5 separate regions of the Mus musculus genome follow, and all the other regions are linked to region 1. Evidence: chromatin contacts called from public HiCAR-type, HiChIP or PLAC-seq and promoter capture Hi-C data. All regions are on one chromosome and are shown on one strand. Each heading gives the region's core, a stretch centred on a gene start, on an enhancer-like site or on the middle of the called end of the contact. The rest is flanking DNA. Distances are from core to core; before and after follow the strand shown.

Region 1 (2,700 bases), core at 90-2,589:
ACCAACCAAAAACGAGTAATTTAAAGGCTGGGGGAGGGGTGGTGTAACGAGGGCAATAGTTTCAGGAAAAACGACTTTCTCTGTAGTCAGACAATTAGGAAACAGTGTGCTTGTCAGAGAAGGGGGTCAAAAAAAGGGAAAGATGACAATCACTCCTATAAGGTTCCACACGGAAAACACCCCCCCTCCCAACACACACACACCTGGTGGGGGAGGGGAGTAGCTAACGGTGGGACAGTGCCAAGGCCAACGGAAGAACTGGTCCAGAGGGACCTAGTGAGGGAATGACAGGCGACCCTAGCAGAGGGGGAGGGGTGGCGATGACAGGAGGGCAGGCAGTGGGGTGATAGCATGCTTGGCGTCTCTGAAAAAGAGAATGCGGGGGAACCTGGGTAACAGAGAAAGACGGGAGAGCCCAGCAGAAGTGAGAGGGACCGGGTAGTGAACCTGAGAAAGGCGGGACCCTGGGGTACGAAGAGGGTCTGCAGGGAGGCACAGGCATGTCAGGACGGGGTGCTTTCCAGTTGACCGTCCAGCTCCCAGCCCACCACCACCACCGCCGCCGCGACAAACTCACTTTCTCCTCACCTCCAAGTCCGCAAGTCACCCCCAACCCCACTCCCCGTCGTCCCCATCGCCGAGCTCGGAGCGGTGCAGAGAGGGGACCGGGGCTTCCCAGACTCCCTCTCCGTCCCGCCGGAGGACCGGTCCCGGACACGACGCAGAGACCTGGGCCAGCAGGCCAGGAGCCACGCAGAGGCCCGGGAGCCCAGTGACAAGTCGGAGCGGCCGACGGGCGCCTCACCTGACAGAAGCGTCGGCAGTAATCCCGGCTGCTGATCCCGACGCCGCCGCCACAGCCGCCGCCGCCGGCCCCCCCTCTGCCGTCGCCCGCAGCTAGGAGCCCCACTGGGCCCGGGGGGGACTCCACAATGGCCACGAGCTCTTCTCCGAGGCGCTCGGCCTCTTGGTCGCTCTCTTCCTCCGCCATGAGGCTCTCGCCGCCCAGCGCGTACCCAGCCCCTGCGCCGCCGCCGCCGCCGCCGCTGCCGCCGCCGCTGCCTCAGCTAACCTCCTCCTCCTCCTCTAGTTCCCTCCCCCTTTCCCTCCGCCCCAGCCGGACAGGGCTACTCGCCTGGGCTCTACTTCCGGCTCCGCCCACCCACGCCCCCAGTTTTCACTGGAGGAAGGACACCGCCAATCATAGGCATGCCCGCCCTACCTTCCTATTGGTTACACTAGCCGTCTGTTTGCCAGGCCTGCCATCTGTTGGTCCACACTACTCGGCGGTTGCTGAGGACCGCCTACGAGCCCTGCCATAGGGCGCGCCGGAGGACGGGGCGCGGCAGGGGACACGGCGGCCGCGGCGGAGCTCGCTCGGGCGGCGGCGACGGCGGTGGCAGCGGCAGGAGCAGCGGCTGAAGCAGCGGCGGAAGCAGCGGCGGCCGCAACGGGATCTCCTTCATCCCGTTGCTCTGCCCTTTCTTCCTCCTCTCTTCCTTCCTGGCGAGGGCTCGTGCACTTCCCCTAACGGCGGCCCGCTCCTACGGTCCCGAAGAGCTGGGAAGGCGGAAGGTGGGCTTGGCCGTTGGTGCGGGCGGCGAGCCCAGGCCTTCGGGCCGGGCGAGGGAACCGGGGGCGGGGCCGGAGGTGGAGGAGGAAGGAGCCGGGCCAGCCTGACAGCGACGGCCTCGGCCGGCGCCCGCCGCCCCCTCCCCGGGGACAGCCACGGAGTCGGCGGCGGTGCGGCGGACTTCTCCGGGGCCCTCCGAGGGCGGCTGGGACGCGGCCTCGGCCCCGGCCCCGGCCCGCAGGCGGGGTCGCGGCGCCGGGGCGCCACCTCGGCCGGCGCGGCGGGAGGAGGCTGTCTAGACGTCCGGCGGCCCGCGCCCGCCTTCCCCGCCCCCACCGGAGCCTCGGGCCTGCGGAGCGCGCGGGCCGCCGGGCCACCCGCCCCGGGGCGTGCGAGCCGAGCTGGCGTGGGGCTGGCTGGAGCTTCGGGATCGCGCACGGAAGGCGGAGAGAGACAGACACCTGTGTGCAGAGCGTGGCCCGAGCCGCTCTGCCGCGGGCCTGCGCCCTGCCTTTCCCGCCCCTCCACCATCTTCCCTTTCTGTTTGTTTTTTGTGTTTTACAGTAAAGACATGACTTCCCGGCGCCACCGGGAAAATAGGGTGCAAGCCCAGGAACTGTTTCCCCACCACCACCTGTTGAAAAACTGAGTCGAAGGCGTCTCCGGGGTCTGAACGAACGCGAAGTCGCTCGGATTGGATGCGTCTGTGGTTTTGCATCCAGAAAACTGTCACTACTTAATATCAAGGAAAAACAAACAAACAAACAAAAACCCGACTGGAAATTAAGCTGGTGAGTATTTCGACTTGAAAACTCAGTTTACTTTTGCTGTAGTAAATGGCTGTTTCGCTTTTGTTCCCTGGGTGCTCTATCTTAACTTCCTCATTTGTTTAAAATATTTCTGACTTCTGGAAACACTTTTACACGTAACCAACCTCCTCGCCTCTATGAGGTGGTTATTTTCATTGGCAGTATCAAGAATAGACCTTTCAAGAGAAAAGATCAGGAAAGTTCAGGCTTCACGTGGCACAAGAATTGCAGATCCCATTTCTGTAAGTTTGCAGTCAAAGAAAAATTCTAACTGCACCCCTAGTTTTTCATAACAGCTTTAATTGTTACTAGAATGGT
Region 2 (2,700 bases), core at 141-2,640, 2.0 Mb before region 1:
ACCTTGACCCAAAGTAAAAATCAACACCAACACTTGTTTTCTTAAATAGGGGGACATTCAAGGCTAGCCTGGTCTACATAATAAGTTCCAGGTCAGCCAGGGCTACATAGGAAACCCTGTCTGAAAACAAAAGAAAAGAAAAGAAAAGAAAAGAAAAGAAAAGAAAAGAAAAGAAAAGAAAAGAAGAAAGGGAAGGGAGGGGAGGGGAGGAGGGGAGGGGAGGAGGGGAGGGGAGGGGAGGGGGGAGGCAAGGCAAAGAGGGGAGGGGAGGGGAGAGGAGGGGAGGAGGGGAGGGGAGGGGAGGGGGAGGAGGGGAGACACACTTCCTCCCCTGCCTCTATTTTCAAGAAGTGCTGGGATAATAATGGCTTGCACAGGACTTTCTCTGATTTTTTTTGGGGGGGGGGGGCTTAGGTGGTTTTTGCTCTTGTTGTAGTTGTTTTTTTTTTTTTTTTAAGATTTATTTATTTATTATATGTAAGTACACTGTAGCTGTCTTCAGACATCCCAGAGAGGCATCAGCTCTCATTAGGGATGGTTGTGAGCTACCATGTGGTTGTTGGTACTTGAACTCAGGGCCTTTGGAAGAGCAGTCAGTGCTCTTAACTGCTGAGCCATCTCTCTAGCCTCTCTCTGAATTTTTAACCCAATCTTCTCCCCTTCTTTCTCTGGTAAGTTTTCATTTGATTTTATTGTTATTTATATTAGACTTTGGCCATCCCATAAAGAATTCTGAGAGGCTGATACAAATTATACAGAATTGTAAGCATCTAGCTGACGACCAATCAGTATTCTGTAAACTTGTCTTGCATATACACCTTTAAGACGGCCAAGTACATATTGAGTCAGTGAGGAACCCACTGAACATTGGAGTTCTTTGTTTTATAATCTGTTTTTGTGTATATACTTTGGTCAGTCACAGAGCTCATAGATTGCACATTAAGTTGGAGTTCTTTTTCACTGGCTGGTCTGAGGAAAGAACTCAGGAGGACTTGCCACTGAGAGACCCATGCAGCACCCCTGGCAGCTCCACAGGCCAGTGCGAGCCTCTAAGCACACCTCATCTTTGTTGATTTCAGAGGTCTGGGGGAGGCTTCGAGGAAGGGAACATTACTGAATGAGGCCAGCTAGTCAGTGTTGACTTTGATGTCCCCAGACTGTCAGCCAGTTATTTTTCCAGACATAAGCACAGACACAGGCCAGCGAACTATTAGTGCTGATGCCATCTTAACAAAATAGGTCAAAGTGAACAAAGACAAAATATTTTCTTTTGCATTCATGCCTTGGTACATGACGTCAAAATCAGGTCATGGTTTGGTGTTCCCAATGGGCGGATTAGAATGACTGCTAAGCTGACTGTGTAAATATCTTACTCTAGCCATGAAAGGGGCCCCCTGTTGTAACTCCATGGAGTTATAACATAGCAACTGGGAGAACAGCAAGGCCTAGAGAACCTTTCTGTCATACCTTGCCAAATATCGAACTTCAAGTCTCATCAAACAAAGAATCTTCATTTGTGTCTGGACAAAGCAAACAAAGAAACAGGATGACATAAGCTGTTTTTGTTTTTGTTTTCCCCCGGGGTGATGCGTTTGTCTCTTTGGAGTGAATAACTAACCTTTACTGCTTCTTCTCTCCCTGACTAAATCAAAGGCTCCAACCCAAGAAGACAACAACGGTGATTTATTCTGTTTCCCTCTAGAATAGGGGCTGTAAATTAAAGTTGTAATTAGATCCCGGAGTCAGGAGAGGCCCACCTCACTTCTGTAGGAGAAAAACAGGCCAGACAGTTGCTTTTCTGCTCAGTCACTGAGTTGTTCCAGAGTGAAGGTCATTGGTGAAATTATTCAATGACAGCAGTAGCTCCTTTACTTCTAAATAAACCCCATTGTCACTCCACTCAAATGCTTCAGTGTCACCTTTGCATATGTCACAGATAATTACTTCCCCTTTGCATTTCTCCATCACATCCCAGATTCAAATCCTAACCCAAACCCATCTTATGATCCTTACTTAATTCGTTAAAAATATTTCTCATCAGCTTGTTTATGGCTTAGTTCTTTGGAAGCCCTTGTTTATAGTTTACATTTCCAAAATTCTCTTTAACCTTTAGCACCATGGCATAAGAAATGTTTTCCCAGCAGCATAATGCAAAATATTAAACAAGTTATAAAATTTAGACAAAAAGCAAGTACAATACCCCTCAGGCAAAGAAAATACTATCATTGAGAAGATTAAAGCATAAAATACATACAGACCTAGCATTGTACTGTGGAAGTGGCACAAGTCATCCTGAAGTTTGGTAAGACTTTAAAGGGATGGAAAACCCACTTAAGAATGTCTATCTTTGGATTTTGTTTTTTTTTAGTTCCCACAAAAGCCACAGGTTCAAAACACTCTTCACACTGCCAAATATTTACAGTTCAAAATCTAATTATTTTAAGTGAAAAATTCCACATCCAGTCATCATTATTCAAGATTGTTGTGGGCTAATGCAGTGTTTGTTTTCATAAGCTTTCGGGAAAGCGAGCGGGCTATTTCAGCCATTGAACCACGAAAAGAACAATGTCAAAGCGCCTCATGGCTGTTCTGTTTGTACAGTGAAAGGCATTTGCCTCCTGCATGAGACACCGAATCACAAACACAGACATCAACACTGCCAAGATTCTCCTCTTACACACATTCCTCCACAAGCAGTTT
Region 3 (2,700 bases), core at 55-2,554, 1.9 Mb before region 1:
TATATCTGCTGAGAATCTTACATCTCTTATCTAAGGAAAAAAGAAACCTGTGATTGATCTTCAAGAAGGAAAAGAAAAAAAGTGAGTTCGGGTTTTGACCTTTGGAGTTCACTCACACTTTCAGATTTTACGTTAGTTATAAACCAGTTGTTAAAAATAACATTTTGAAACAATATGTAAAAGGATTGAAATATTAGAGTTAAAATGAAGACTCTTCTCTCTTTTTCATCAGCTAAAACCTAAGTTACCTCATTTTATCGGGCACCTTTTTGGATGAGGGATGTCAGTAACAGAACTTCACTACCGCATATGCAGCCTTATTGGGATCAATGGGAGGAGAGGCCCTTGGTCCTGAGAAGGCTCCATGCCCCAGGGTAGGGAAACGGTAGGGCGGAGAGGTGGGAGTGGGTGGGTAGGTGGGGGAACACCCTTATAGAAGCAGGGGGAGGGGGATGAGATAGGGGATTTCTGGAGGGGAAACAAGGAAAGGGGATAGACAACATTTACAAGTAAATAAAGTAGCCAATGAAAAAGACCAAAATGTTTTCCTTTAGGGAAACAAAACTTAAGCTTTCATAAATTAAAACTTCTTCATTGAAATCCACAGTCATCCCATTATCAAACTGAATCTTGGATTTCTCAGCTTTGACCTTAGAATACAGACTTTGACTTGTGACTTTGATTTAGATAAATCTATTTATATAAGTTTATTCTGATCAGGATTTGTGTGAGTCCAAGTCTGGGGGAATTTTTAAACCTTTGACTGAAGGAAGCTGGGCAAACATTTGTGTGCTTTTGGGAAGATATTCCCAAAGATATTTTGGGAAGATCTAGGTAATCCCTAGTTAATGTTGTTCCCTTCGGCCCACTCCTGACAAAGGCATTTATTTATCTTTTCCTTTCATGAATCAGATTCTGGTTTTCGATACAGGCATCATGGTTTATGGAGCAGTGGATTGGTTGTAATTGTGACTTTGAAAGTGAATTTTAGGAATAATGCAACTTTGAACAACTGAGAGACCTCTTGTACAAGCTACTCAGAATATTAAACAGCCCTAGCACGCGAAATGCTATTCTCTCCCTGTGATCTTATCAGGTCAACCAACTTGTCTCTGATTTGAAACACTCACTTTGATCTTGTTTATACAGAAGTACTTCGGCTTACATCTATGGGATCAGAATAGTACAGGTAACCTGTTTTTCTCGGTTCGTTTCTATGGTTTCTGACATGAGAAGAGAACAAAACAAAACAAGAAACCACGAGGTTTATGGGACTGGTTGTAGCATGTTTGGCCACCACTAGGGGGCGGTACACGAATGTCGTATAAGTGAAAGTAGCACGTAAGTTTCAACAATGTAAATTATGCGCTTGAACTGCGAATGCATTCTCCTACTTCACAGAACATTTTTCATACTAAAGTATTGTGAATTTATGCCCATCCTACTGAGAATTACTCCACCGTAGAGCGCTAAAAGCAGGCACGTGTTAAAGGGGTCTGGTTCTCTTTTTAAAGTAAAGCATGATCAAACATTTATATTTCAATATAAAAGAAACTATATTAACTCTTCAATTATGAAAATTCTTGTAATTTCATCACTTCCTTTCTACGAAAAGTCTTTTTTTTCCTGTAGAATTAATTCAGGACACCCAGAAAAGTATCACACTGAATTATAAGTGACTTAGTAAGACACTGACATTTCAGGGCAGGTAGAAAAATAGCATTGTTTTTCTTTTTTTAAAGGGGGAAAATTTGAAGTCAATATTTGTATCAACCAAGTGAGAACAAAATCAATAAATAGGAGCATAAATATTTTAAAACATAAACGAGGAAACAGAAAGTAAATAAGATGTGTTTCATTATTTATATGAGCGCTAACTCTCATATTTGTTCCTAAAGTACAGGCACAAAATAGGAAATCATTCGACTTACTCATGCATTTTTAATGAATACATTATTTCCATTGTTGTATTTTCAAGCACTGTATTACCTGTGAATAGTTTAAGAAATATTTTAGTTTATGCAGCATACAGTAGGGAAGTTCGCAGGCCTTGGGTTCATTTAATTTGAAAATGTTTCTGTTAGTTCACTGGTTTCTTCCGGATAACATAAATTCTGATTTTGATTTCCAATCTATATGCAGTACTTTTCACTTCCTTGTTAGTGCTGTTGATTTTAAACAGACCTGAACAGCATTCTTTGTCATTCATCATTTGGCCCTCCATGAACTCCCATGTTTTCTGAGTTTCACTGGGAGTGGGGAGGGGGTAGGTATACACGGTCATTGGTACAGATTTCTTTAAGTCTTGCAAATATCTTCTGGACATGCAAAACACGCAGAAAGCCGCTGGTTGTCTGGTCGATGCTTCTGAGAACAGACAGTCATTGATCTGTTTCCCTTTGCTTGGCCGCACAGACGTCACCATATGCATAGCCACAGTGGGTGTCTGTTCAGAGAACGTGAAATCTTGTCTGCTGTGATTTCATCTTTGGCTGAGTCTGGTGTCTGTCGTTTTCTCCACTCCCCTCTGTCACTTGTGTGGACAGGGCATCAACGCCACGGAGATTGGGCTCAGAACAAGTTGTGCTTTTCCATTCTCAGCCTTCCCTCCTCAGCCCTCCTTCCCTAGGCATTCTTCCCCAATTTTTTTTTTTTTTCATCTTTTTCTTAATATTTGAATGGAAGGTTTTCCAGGACAGA
Region 4 (2,700 bases), core at 159-2,658, 1.9 Mb before region 1:
CTGGAAGTTCGGTTTTGGAGAACACAGGGGTCAGTGTTGGGTAAGATCCTTCATATTGTTTCTCTGTCATCAGCCTGTATAGGAAGTGAAGAAGCTTCCTAGTTGGTTTGAAATTAATTTCTCTGAATTTCGGAAGTGACAGCACATTGTCTTTGGTATTTATTCTCGGTGAGAAGTGTGATCACTTGGAAGAGCAAAGCTTACATAAGAATGTGAATTAATGCTAATTGGTGCAACCTCAGGAAGTCATAGTTCAAATATGTACCAATACTTTTCTTCATTTTTTAAATAATTTTAGTAGAAAATAGTAGTTGCAAATACTAGTGCAAATATTTTCGTGCTTGAAACTTGATGTCATGCTCATCTGGTTTCTATTTTCTTGCTTCACCCACATTCAGTTCAACCTGACATCAGGTAGATATTTTGACCAGAGTTTTTATTTGACTGGTTAAAATATAATGCCATGTCATCGCTCACAATCATATACTCTTTGTAGGTATGAACGCTACATGGACCTTCAAAGTATCTTCTATGTGTCCTCACTTCAACCTCCAAATTCCTGAATGTTCTCCTTTGCTTGGGATTTTTATTCTCCAGAGGATACCATTTCTTCACATATCTGCCCATGATCCCTTTCAAAATTAATTGATTCCTTAGGGCAGGTATGGTGGTATACACCTTTAACCCTACAATGTGAGACACAGAGAAAAGTGAATCTCTGCAAGTTCAAGATCACTGTTCTACATAGAGTGTTCTAGTTCAGCCAGGGCTACATTAAGAGACCCTGTATATAAAAAACATTTAAAATTTAAGTTATTTATCTACAGTTTCATGTATGATGAACTAAATTCTGTTCAGTCTCATTTTTCCATTCACCAGTCTTTACCTTCTTCCACCAAGTACCCATCCTAATTTCATACCTTTTTGGTTTTGGGTGTTGCTTGTTTTATTTGTTTTTATTTTCATACCTTTTTTTTGTTTTATTTTCATTTTTGCTTTGTTAATACCCGGGTTTACCTGGGTCACTTGTGTGAGCATAGGCATGATGCTTACCGGATTATGAGTAACATACACATAGCCATTTTACTGAAGAGTATTACTTTGTCTTCCCTAGAAGCCTGTAAATGCCAAGAGCTTTCTTTGGCCAGGGACCATGAGATGATCCCATGTCCAATCTATGTTTGATTTTAGGGCTCTGTTTTGTGTAGGCCCTATGGAGCAACTGGAGCTCCTCTGAGTTCATGAGTATCGTGGCCATGCTATGCTCCTAAGACAGCATTCCACAGCTGCCCTTTCTCCTTCTGCTCTTTAATTATTTCCAGACCCTGTTCTATAATGTTCCCTGAACCTTTAGTAAAGTGACGTGGTTGTCTTGCCTAAGGATTAGCCCTCAACATTTGTGATTAATTATGGATCTCTGCATTGCATGCCACTTGGTACAAAGAGAAGCTTCTTTGAGCAGGACTGAGTACAGCGTAGTGTATGGGTAATGCATAAGTATTTATGAGTCTGTTTGACAACATGGCTATTTAGCAAAATAAGAATAAGTAATAAGCAAAATAAGTATATGGGTTCACTCATATTCCACAATGATTTATCCACTCATGGACTTTCCCCTATGTCTACAGCACTGGGCATGACCCTCTTATGGAGCAGAACTCAGTTCTCTTTAGAAACAAGGTGGGTTTATCCATAACACTGTGTCACTACTGATCTAGCACCCAACGCTTGCCAGTCAAGACAGCATCACTTTCCCAATAGACTCTACCTCTAATTTGTTTGTTAAATTTATTTAATAACAGGGTCTTGCTATATCGTCACATGTAGCCTGAACCTTGTGATCTTCTTGCTTTAGTTTCCCAAGGGCTGGGATTACAAGAAGGTGTCACCATTCGTGGCTTATTCCTATCTCTTACCATAGCCACAATGGGTTCATAGCAACATGAACTGTCGAAGAGTTGCACATTTGAACCATAACAGAAATTGAGGATTTTATTTCCCTTACCACTTATGAGTTAGGAAAACATTTTTGTTTTTTAGTGTGCTATGACTTTTTCTTTTCATGAAATTGTCTACTATATATTTGACAGTAGTAGAGGTGTTACTGATTCTCTGTTCTTGTCTCTTGAAGGAAAGAATTTAGTTTAGAAGCAGACAATATTAGTTAGACCAGTTTAGTTAGCCAAACAAAACAAAGCACATACCCCAGGGGGAACTAGAGTTGTCTGCCCGAACCAGAGGCAGTGAATGAAAGAAGTGAGTTTTGTGTTGTGGATTTTAAAGGAGTTTTAATGAAGATTTATGAGGAGGGTAGAGTAACTGATTTTCTTCCCAAGTCATAATGGGTCAGGTCTCCCCTTTAGGTTAATGATATTGTATAAGTGTGTCCTCTTACATATATTTCCCATGATTTTCTACATAAGTCCACCAGGGAGGATCAAAACCACAATATAAAATAAAAATAAATATAGGGCTTTTTAAGGATAATAAAACTTTATTAGTGCAGGTATGTGGGAATATGAACCAGTACATTTATGGAGTAATGGGAAGAGCTCATATGTAGACTTAAAGGTGTTTATCCATAAAGTGTTATTCTAACTATGAAGAGACACAGCCATCAAGGCACAGTCATAGCTTTCTTGCCTTTCTTCTAGTTCTTCCTTAAGACTGCTCAATATCTCCTGATAGATCTCATAGCTT
Region 5 (2,700 bases), core at 34-2,533, 1.9 Mb before region 1:
ATACTACTTTCCTAATTCCTACTTAAGTTGAATTCGTTTTCATGTATTAGTAGTGATTACCTGTGCGACCTAATCCGATTCTTAGGTCCAAAACAGTAGATCAGAGTCTGGACACTAAGAGGTACAGGCACTGCTGTGTTGTCAGGATATCTGCTCCAGCGGGATGCAAGGTGCAGTTCTGACCATCAGTGAGCCAGGCAGCTGCCCCGGGAACACAGGGATAGGTCTATTGGTGTCGGGAAGATTCTTGCCTGTAATCCCTGTTTAGATCCTTTTGTGCAAATTAGGAATCTAAACTTATACAGAATATCTGAATCAGACTGGGCAGTGGTGAGTGGATGGGTTGATCAGCTTTTACTTCGGATAAAGCAGGTACGAGTTGGGGGGTGGGGGTGGGGGTGGGGGTAGCGGTGGGGGCATATCCTGTGAGCAACAGACTGAGATCTTTGCTCTACCTGCGTAGAAATCAAGAGTGAGCAATGAAAAGCTCCTCGGGCCCTGATCCTGGGCAGCTTTTCGTCCTCTAATGTTGGATAATAGTAAATGATGGCAGAGAGAGCGACCACGGGTAGCACCCTTTGGCGTTGCAGCTCTTCTGCAAGCTTTAAGAACTAGGATCCTTAGTTCTGTAATCACAGCCCAGCAATTCCTCAATCCCACAACCGGTAACAGCAGCTGATGTTACAGTTCCTGGCTCTGGGCTATCTGAGACCCTGTGTCCCTAAAGGTGTTACAGTTTTTATAACTTTTCCAAGAAACCACAGCCTGCAGGGCTTCTTTTCTGGCTCTTTACAACCTTTAGTTTTTCATCCTTAGTTCTCTGCCTCTCTGCTTCTGTCATTTCCTGTTCCTCCTCTGGCTACTCTAACTGTTCAGCTACTTTTCAGCTGTCAAGCAGCTGCTTGCCTTGTGGCTCTTCCAGCAAAGCCTGCTGTCAACTCTTCCATTGTTCTTGTGGCCCCTGCAGTTCAGCAATGTCTACCTGTCAGCCCTGATGTTGTTTGTTGTGCTTCTTTATTCATATTACCAGCTCAGCTCACGCTGGTAAAAGTAGACAAGAAAAGATCACTTCAGAAAAAAAAGCCTTTTGTTAGTCCTTGTGTTTCAACCCCAGAGGAAGTAGTGCAGTGAGCCAAACAGGCTGCGTTTACAGCCACAGTAGGTGCCTTCCCCACCAATCACTGCGTTTGGCTCTTTTAATATTCGCCTTCTAAGTTTTTCCGGCTAGGCGGTCCAGGGTCAGTGCCCCTTCTCTGGTCTAAGTGGAAATCATTACAGGGTCATCCAGAGGGTCATTCACAGAGGGCTGTGTAGCAAAACAGTCCTGGCAGGAGAGGCTTTCTATCCAGAGCTGAGCAATTCCCTTCAGTTGTTGTGTAATTATCCTAAACCGTGTCTATGGACTGTTTGAAAAAGCGAGTGCTGGCATAAGCTTAGTCTGGCAGGCCATTGGCGTGGTACACCTCTTGTTCAAGGCAGGGAGGGCAATAAGGGAGAACTCAGCAACTTCCAACTAGACGCTGCTCACTAGAGGTCAAATCGCCCATTCTCCAATGCTAGAAATCTTGCTAAGAAGAATCCAATTTATTTTTAATCTTAATAGTGATGTTGATTGAGTTTTCTTTGTATTATTGCAATTTGAATAGAGCGTTATCCTTCCTGATGCCCCGGGGATAGGTAGGCAGTTCCTCTATTTCATTTCAGACTCACCTGCATGAGTAGGACTTTAACTGCCATTAACTGTAACTCTGAGGCTTTCTGTGCGTTCTGACTTCCAACTTTCTTATTTGGGCTTCCAGGGAAAAAGGAAAGCAGACATGATCCCTGGAGGTCCCCTTCCCAGAACCAGATTTGCTAAAGAAAATTTTCCAGAAAAAGAAATTTAAATAAGTTACATTGTAGCTAAAAATTACTTTCTTAAGTTATTTTGTGGATAATTTGAAACCAACTTACTTCATAAGTAATGTTTAATGTTATAACTTCCACACATTTTCACATTTATTTCAATATATAATACTTTGTTTAATTCATTTCCCAATAATTCCATATATTCATCCTGGGCAAGAGTCACAATGAGAAGTGTATTCTCATTATATGTAGCTAAATGGAAGAATATTTAGCCAAAAGAAAATCATTCCCTTGTTTATACCCTTTCGAAGTATATGGAGTATACCTAAGTAATATATGGAATTTGTTATGTATTTATTTCTTCACAGTAAATGAGGAAGACTTAATATTATAAACTAATTTTTTAAAAGTACTTGAGGTTAATTTAGATAGTTATTTGTGAACTTTAATGTGTGACTATGTCCTGAAAAATGTGTCTCTCCTTGTTTCACTTCCAAAAGCAACTTAGAGGAGAAAGGGTTTTCTTTCAGCTTTCAGTGCCAGGTCATAGTAGGGAAGTCACAGAGGCAGGAACTTGAAACAGCTCATTCCATCCATATTCAAGAGTAGAGAGAAAAGAACGCATGTGTGGTACTTGCTTATTTGTTTATGCTCAGCTCAACATATCCACTGCTATACAGTTTAGGGCCACCTGGCTAGGGAATGCTGCCACCTGTAGTGGACTGGATCTTCCTGCATCAATTAATTTAAGACAGTCTGTCCTCCACAGACATGCCCAGGGGCCAATCCAACATAGACATTCCCTCACTAAGAATTTTTTCCTAGTTGATTATAGGTTATGTCAAGGTGATG

Evidence for each region. Promoter capture Hi-C pulls out the DNA fragments that hold promoters and counts their contacts. HiCAR-type assays count read pairs that join an accessible place to other places. HiChIP or PLAC-seq counts read pairs in DNA pulled down with a chosen protein or histone mark.
Region 2: a contact with region 1 is called in an H3K4me3 HiChIP or PLAC-seq map of stem cell-derived neural progenitor cells, with 7 times the contacts expected there. The contact joins the enhancer-like site here to the promoter of Cggbp1 in region 1. A contact is called at or near these places in 3 of 39 promoter capture datasets (hippocampal neurons, liver and second pharyngeal arch cranial neural crest) and 3 of 115 datasets of contacts at active chromatin or transcription factors (embryonic forebrain, memory CD8 T cells and stem cell-derived neural progenitor cells).
Region 3: a HiCAR-type map of astrocytes shows a contact between it and region 1, with 7 times the contacts expected there. The contact joins the enhancer-like site here to the promoter of Cggbp1 in region 1. A contact is called at or near these places in 3 of 39 promoter capture datasets (cranial neural crest, hippocampal neurons and maxillary cranial neural crest) and 5 of 115 datasets of contacts at active chromatin or transcription factors (astrocytes, embryonic forebrain, extraembryonic endoderm stem cells and 2 more).
Region 4: a contact with region 1 is called in an H3K4me3 HiChIP or PLAC-seq map of embryonic limb bud, with 6 times the contacts expected there. The contact joins the enhancer-like site here to the promoter of Cggbp1 in region 1. A contact is called at or near these places in 5 of 39 promoter capture datasets (cranial neural crest, hippocampal neurons, liver and 1 more), 3 of 115 datasets of contacts at active chromatin or transcription factors (acute myeloid leukemia, embryonic limb bud and stem cell-derived neural progenitor cells) and 1 of 9 other capture datasets (embryonic stem cells).
Region 5: a promoter capture Hi-C map of liver shows a contact between it and region 1, with 6 times the contacts expected there. The contact joins the enhancer-like site here to the promoter of Cggbp1 in region 1. A contact is called at or near these places in 7 of 39 promoter capture datasets (the 3T3-L1 cell line, cranial neural crest, frontonasal cranial neural crest and 3 more) and 4 of 115 datasets of contacts at active chromatin or transcription factors (embryonic forebrain, extraembryonic endoderm stem cells, large pre-B cells and 1 more).

The regions. Positions count from the first base shown.
Region 1 is chr16:64,850,662-64,853,361 of GRCm38.p6, forward strand. Cggbp1 (CGG triplet repeat binding protein 1) reads left to right here and starts at 1,340. Exons shown (of 3, transcript NM_178647.3): 1 at 1,340-1,575; 2 at 2,138-2,364. Zfp654 (zinc finger protein 654) reads right to left here and starts at 1,062. Exons shown (of 9, transcript NM_001347245.1): 1 at 806-1,062. The coding sequence starts at 991.
Region 2 is chr16:62,871,656-62,874,355 of GRCm38.p6, forward strand. The region is part of intron 1 of Pros1 (protein S (alpha)); the gene reads left to right. Among named protein-coding and RNA genes, the nearest start is that of Pros1, 19 kb to the left of the region's middle. Within about 2 kb of position 1,391, at least 21 of the 459 cell types and tissues checked have an H3K27ac peak or open chromatin away from gene starts, as enhancers often do. A contact at or near this core is called in liver and stem cell-derived neural progenitor cells, where this site is marked.
Region 3 is chr16:62,939,502-62,942,201 of GRCm38.p6, forward strand. No RefSeq gene overlaps it. Among named protein-coding and RNA genes, the nearest start is that of Pros1, 87 kb to the left of the region's middle. Within about 2 kb of position 1,305, at least 37 of the 459 cell types and tissues checked have an H3K27ac peak or open chromatin away from gene starts, as enhancers often do.
Region 4 is chr16:62,994,398-62,997,097 of GRCm38.p6, forward strand. No RefSeq gene overlaps it. Among named protein-coding and RNA genes, the nearest start is that of Pros1, 140 kb to the left of the region's middle. Within about 2 kb of position 1,409, at least 3 of the 459 cell types and tissues checked have an H3K27ac peak or open chromatin away from gene starts, as enhancers often do. A contact at or near this core is called in embryonic limb bud and second pharyngeal arch cranial neural crest, where this site is marked.
Region 5 is chr16:62,921,153-62,923,852 of GRCm38.p6, forward strand. The region is part of intron 12 of Pros1 (protein S (alpha)); the gene reads left to right. Among named protein-coding and RNA genes, the nearest start is that of Pros1, 68 kb to the left of the region's middle. Within about 2 kb of position 1,284, at least 17 of the 459 cell types and tissues checked have an H3K27ac peak or open chromatin away from gene starts, as enhancers often do. A contact at or near this core is called in liver and second pharyngeal arch cranial neural crest, where this site is marked.